2 separate regions of the Sus scrofa genome follow, and region 1 is linked to region 2. Evidence: chromatin contacts called from public Hi-C data. All regions are on one chromosome and are shown on one strand. Each heading gives the region's core, a stretch centred on a gene start, on an enhancer-like site or on the middle of the called end of the contact. The rest is flanking DNA. Distances are from core to core; before and after follow the strand shown.

What was found. A called contact is a pair of places that touch in the nucleus more often than the background predicts.
Region 1: a Hi-C map of liver shows a contact between it and region 2, with 4 times the contacts expected there. The contact joins two enhancer-like sites. A contact is called at or near these places in 1 of 5 promoter capture datasets (liver), 4 of 47 Hi-C or Micro-C datasets (liver and skeletal muscle) and 1 of 2 datasets of contacts at active chromatin or transcription factors (alveolar macrophages).

Annotation. Positions count from the first base shown.
Region 1 is chr9:86,749,375-86,752,074 of Sscrofa11.1, forward strand. The region is part of intron 2 of LOC110255481 (a long non-coding RNA gene); the gene reads right to left. Among named protein-coding and RNA genes, the nearest start is that of AHR, 240 kb to the left of the region's middle. Within about 2 kb of position 1,262, at least 11 of the 83 cell types and tissues checked have an H3K27ac peak or open chromatin away from gene starts, as enhancers often do. A contact at or near this core is called in liver, where this site is marked.
Region 2 is chr9:86,701,068-86,704,007 of Sscrofa11.1, forward strand. All of the region lies in intron 2 of LOC110255481 (a long non-coding RNA gene), which reads right to left. Among named protein-coding and RNA genes, the nearest start is that of AHR, 190 kb to the left of the region's middle. Within about 2 kb of position 1,429, at least 7 of the 83 cell types and tissues checked have an H3K27ac peak or open chromatin away from gene starts, as enhancers often do. A contact at or near this core is called in liver, where this site is marked.

The DNA.
Region 1 (2,700 bases), core at 12-2,511, 48 kb after region 2:
CTAAGTAAATAAGACTTTTCTGCCTTTATATATTACTCCCATGTCCCATCCAACCCTGAGGCAAAGGATGGCAATTCAGGAAGATATGAAGTAAAAAACAAAAGGGGAACACGACTTCCTTTCCCAAAGTTCTGAGTCAGGACCAAGAGAAAGGGAAAACCTTTAAACTGAAAACAAGAAGTTCAATTTAGACTGTATTTTACTACCTTAAAAATGAAACTGAAAATGGATAGAAATTATCTCCTACATGTGAGTAAGAAAGGAATATTTGATAATGAAATTTTCAAATATGATAGGAGAAAAACTAAGCTCTTCCTAATTTTATACTAGAGCCCAGCCCATGGAGTTGGCTCAGTTGGGATTTTATTTCCTACTACCGTCTTTTCTTTTTCAGCTAATCAGTCAGCTGGTTTTAGGGAGGGCTCGAGTGAAAAAGAAGGATATTTTTGTCCTTGTTTCAAATTCAGGAAAATGTCATGGATATTAGAGTTATTCTAAAGCAGAATTATTTTATTTATAGATTTGAATTTGTATAACCATTTAAATTTCTCTCCCTCATAATAATACTTTATATAGAATGTTGCCTCTGTTCTATGAGAATACAAGGGCAAACTTCTCTTCCAGACTTTTATTTAGCCAGACGTAAACCAGATTTTTGATCCCCCAACTTTCCCACTCCCCAAAGTGAGGCTTTTATTTCCTGATCTGAATAAAGTTTCGTGGCATTGTCTGAAAGTGTCCCCCTTCTGTGAAAGCTAATTTATCTTTGCTGAAGGCTCTTCTGAATTCCCTACCCCTCACCCCCAGGAGGAAGTTCCCATGGCCAGAATGTGCTTTATGTCTCCAAATGGCTTTCGTAGGAGACTGTCTTGCAGACTGATTTACACTGATCAGACGTGAGGATTTTGAAACTTCACAAATATTTACCAAAAGGATTTACAGATACTTGGTATTTTTTTTAATAAACGCCTGTTGATACAACTGCCACATCAGCTGCCTAAAAGATAAAATGAATTACTCATCAGCATAAAATTAAACAAAAGACCCACTAGCAATCCTATAACCTCCTGAGAACCATAGGACAATGAAGATAAGGGTCCAAGGAAAAGGTTCTGGAATTATTTTTTCATCCCATGCAGGATGAATTATGCTGTTCAGGTAAGAGTAATGAAACAGAGGAAGAGGGGAGGAAGTGTTTTCAGGAACCAATTTACTGATAGTAAAGACCAGGAAGTAGTGATATGTGTTGCGCAAATATCCACTTCCTTGTCCCTTGTACACACAAGGTCCAATCACACCTCTGAGTCATCCACCAGCTGTCACTCTCCTGTCTCCAGCAATCTCCCACCTTCCCAGCTTCTTCCACTAGAACTCAGACAATGCTCAAGATTCAAGGACACAGGGATGGGGTGAAGAAGGATTTCTGTGTGTCCTTTTCCCTCTCTGGGCAGATCATTGCCCTTGCCATCACCACCATGGAGTGGGAAATCAGGAGCCAGCCAGTGCCCACTGGAGGTGGCAGAATATGATTTAGGACACAGCTCTGGATGATCTGAGAGGTTTAGTGTTAACAACATGAATTAAGAAAATTTGTTTACCTCTGAGCATTTCTTCCTCCAATTTTCCCACTTTGTCCTTCTCCCCAGCCCCAGCCTTCTTAAAAAGCTCTCCTGGGGGGAAAATTCAGCAACAACCATCCATCCAACTAAGCTTATCAAGAGGATCTCCTCACACATTACCATTTAAGGTTGCTAGCATGCTCTGGGAAATATGAATTCAAAGGCAAGAGCAACACTGAGCATCCTAGGAGCATAATAATTAACGGAAAAATTATGTATAGTGTTTACTAAACCAGAATTAACCAACCAAAAACAAGATTTGAAAGTAAACATATGAAATATATTTTTCTTTTGTCTTTTTAGGGCCACGCCCACTCTAAAAAGGTTCCTGGCTGGGAGTCCAGTCAGAGCTATAGCTGCCAGCCTATCCCATAGCTCACTGCAATGCTGGATCCTTAACCCCCTGAGGAAGGCATTAATCAAACCCACGTCTTCATGGATACTAGTTGAGGCCATTAACCACTGAGCCATGATGGGAACTCTAGACATATGAAATATCTTGAAAGAGACAGGGAAAATATTAAACACAAGAAATGGGGGTTTGGGGTGGGGGCAGGGGAAGTCATATAAAAAGTGGAGATGTTACTAGGGCAATAGATTTGGAAAAATAATTTAGGAAATTGATTAATTATTATGGATAGATACAGCTGCAGAACTAGAAGATTAAGTGGAGGAACTTGCCCAAAGTGGTACAGTATATTCTCCAAAGTATTGCTTAATGCATTTTAAATAACCTTCTATCCATTACAATCTAATATAATCTCCTTTTCAGAATATCATTTCTTCTCCCTATTAAAGTCATAATCTAATTGCCTTCCCCTCCATTCATATTACTAACCTAAAAACATAACATACCAGGGCCCAGTACCTGCATTCAGATGGAAGATGACTTCTCAGTTTTATTTTACATCTCATGTTGGTGGTGGATGCCTGGCTACACTTGTATAAATAAAAGTGTCAATCCTGGTGATTGTTTCCAACCCAAGATGGTTTGGCCTCTGACATTTTCACTTCCCAATAATGAAATTGCCTGTGACCAACACCTTCTATCATGCTCCACCCCCTAAAAATAGCAAATATA
Region 2 (2,940 bases), core at 179-2,678:
AAGCAATTTAATGTTCTGGCCCAGAATCCTTCATGGTGGCCCAATGGCTGATGATACATTATCTAACAAAGTGCAACAGGGAAACTAAGTGCCCCCCAAGCCCCCATCTTTTGGCAAATAACAAGATGACTACCTCTCCATTTCCAACTACAGTGCAGTTCCCGAATTTGACTGTGCATTGGACTCCCCTGGGGAGTTTTAGAAACTAGTGATACTTTGGCCCCAGCCGCAGAAAATCTGATGGAATTATGCTGAGGTTCACCCTCAGAGCAGCAGGACTTTTTAAGAGCTCCGAAGTTGATGGTAAGAACTAGATAAGTTGAGAGTCACCGATGAAGAGGAACTAAGAAATTGTCTAGGTGATATTTTTCAAACTGTAATGCATGAAGTCACCTGAGGATCTTATTAAAATGCAGGGTTTGATTTAGGTATGGACTAGGGCCTAAAACTCTGCATTTCTAACAAGCTCCCAAGTGATGCGGATGCTGTCTGGGAACCAGGCTTTGATCACAAGGCTCTGGAGCAGGGATTACAGAGATTCTGAAGCAACCTCTGCCATCAGCTGGGTACTTTAGAATGCAAATCCTCAGGCCCAACCCCAGACATACTAAATCAGAAACTGGTGGAGTGGGTAGGAGGGGGGACAGCAATTTGCAGTTTAACAAGATTTCCAGGTGATTTTCTTGTGACCAAAGTTTGAAACCAATGATCAGAGACTTCCAAGTATGGTTATTAGATCAGCAGTGTCGGCATCACCAAGGATTTTGTATGGTTAATATAGGATTTCAGGCCCCATCACAGATTTACTGAATCAGACTCTGTATTTTAAAAATATCCCAGGTGACTGTTATGCATTTTGAAGTGTCAGAAGCACTAGAGCCTCACTACAGTTCTTCCTCAAGTGCCTTACCTAGAATAATTGATAATGAAAGACTCATGTGGAACAAAAAATTTAAAGTATTGATTATAATTGTGATAATACATGGCAGATTTGTTTGTAATTACTAAAAAAAAAAAAATATTGTTTATAGTGACAAGTTTTAAAATATGGCAGAGCCTAATCAAGCAAAAGGACATCACACATGATCTCACCACGGGGTGAAAACTATTGATAACTCTTTATTCTTCCATCCAAACAGCAGTGTTTCTAAAGAGAAAATAAAAATAAATTATTGAAAGGGATCAATTTATCTGCTCACACAGAGATGTGGCAATGATTTAACTGAAACTTACACCCATCAGATCTGCCCATTGTGGCAAAAATATGAGTCTTTTGTTTAGGATAATGTTGGTTTCTGAAGGAGGTAACCTTGCATCCTGTTCCAATGGTCATCTCGGGAATATTCAGAATGTTGAAACCAAGCTATCCTATGCTGCTTCTCAGTTAGAAGGTCAGAGCTCAACAGAAAAAAATACCAACCAGTAATGAAAAACAGGGCGGCCTCTTTTAAGTTACCAGCAGTGAATAAATTCCCAGCAAGTTGAAACACTGATGTGGACTGGTGACCTTTAAATATATAATGAGTAAATAGTTTGGGGGAAAAAGAGTAATTCACATGGATCTCAAATGAACTTTCTTTCAATCTGTAATAGATCAGCTTGTTTTCTGTCAGAGGTCAGACTGTTAAAATTTTAACAATTTTGGCTGCCTAGAACTGCTACAGCCAGAGCTGTCAGATCAGAAGCCTAGCAAAAGAAAGAAACTAGAACTTTTTTGTAGGATCCAAGGTTCCCAGCTCCTTGATGCTAAACCAGACCAGTGAAAGCTAAGAAATGAAACATGTTTTTTTTTGTTTGTTTGTTTGTTTTTAATGGTCCTTTTCCAAGACTGTTTTCAACAGGCACTGTATTCAGCAGGCCCTGCCCACTACCTTAAGAGACTCCTCGATTTAACAAGAACTTTCCTTTACTTGAGAGAATATGTTTGCTTCAAACTCCAAAGTAAGAATTAAACTATACCAGCTGTCTACCAACATTGAGAGAAGCAGCTGGAACAGCTGAGAAGCAGCTCATGTTGGAAAAACTGGACACAGTGGTGGAATATAAATGAAATGAAAGATGGAGAATTTGAGGTGGGAGTGAGGGTTAGGATTGAGCGCTACAGTAGGAAGATTATGCTACCGGCAGTGCCTCGCAAAGAAACAAGGCTGATTGTTCTAGTCTCTTCAGGGAAATGTGGAAACTGGGTCTTTTTTAGTGAAATGGTGACGTGCGTGTACATATTGGCATATGTATTTTGTTATAAAGCACTTTTCTTATACTTCTTCATATTCCTTTATATTATGGTAATATGTATTATTTTAAATTACATGTATAAGTAGATTTGTATATTCCACAGCAAATTTCATTTCCGACAAATAAGAGGAGATTACAAAGGACTGTTAGACAAAGAGGTCATTGTGTCTGACAGAACCTGTGAAATTATTAATTACCCTATCACCAATATAAAGATAATTACATGTGTGACTACTTATTATTATTACCTCAATACCAAAAAAAAAAAAATGATAAATAGTTTTGCCTCCCGTTTGGAAGATATGCTTGGGATACTCTAATTGAAAACCCGTCCATGTAATACATAAAATACTGACTGCTGGAAACCAAAGCCAAAGCAACAGAGGCTAGAGGACAAACAAGAAAGAACTGATATTAATGCAAAATGCTATGAGCCAAAGAAAACATTATTACAGTACAAACCTCAGGTTGAAAGACCCAGGGATAGGTTTTGAGGTACAGCTGAGCTCCATCTCATACAAAGAACTTTATCTAGAGAACTTTAAAGTTAATATCAAAGACATATTTATTTACTATGGTTAATGTGGAGGTTAGCTAGCATAAAATTAGTCTGGAAGGATATAGTTTTCAAGTGGAACAGAAACATTACCCTGGAGTTAGTTTCCAAATGGAGAAAAATTTAACAAGCCCCTTTTATAACTTCAG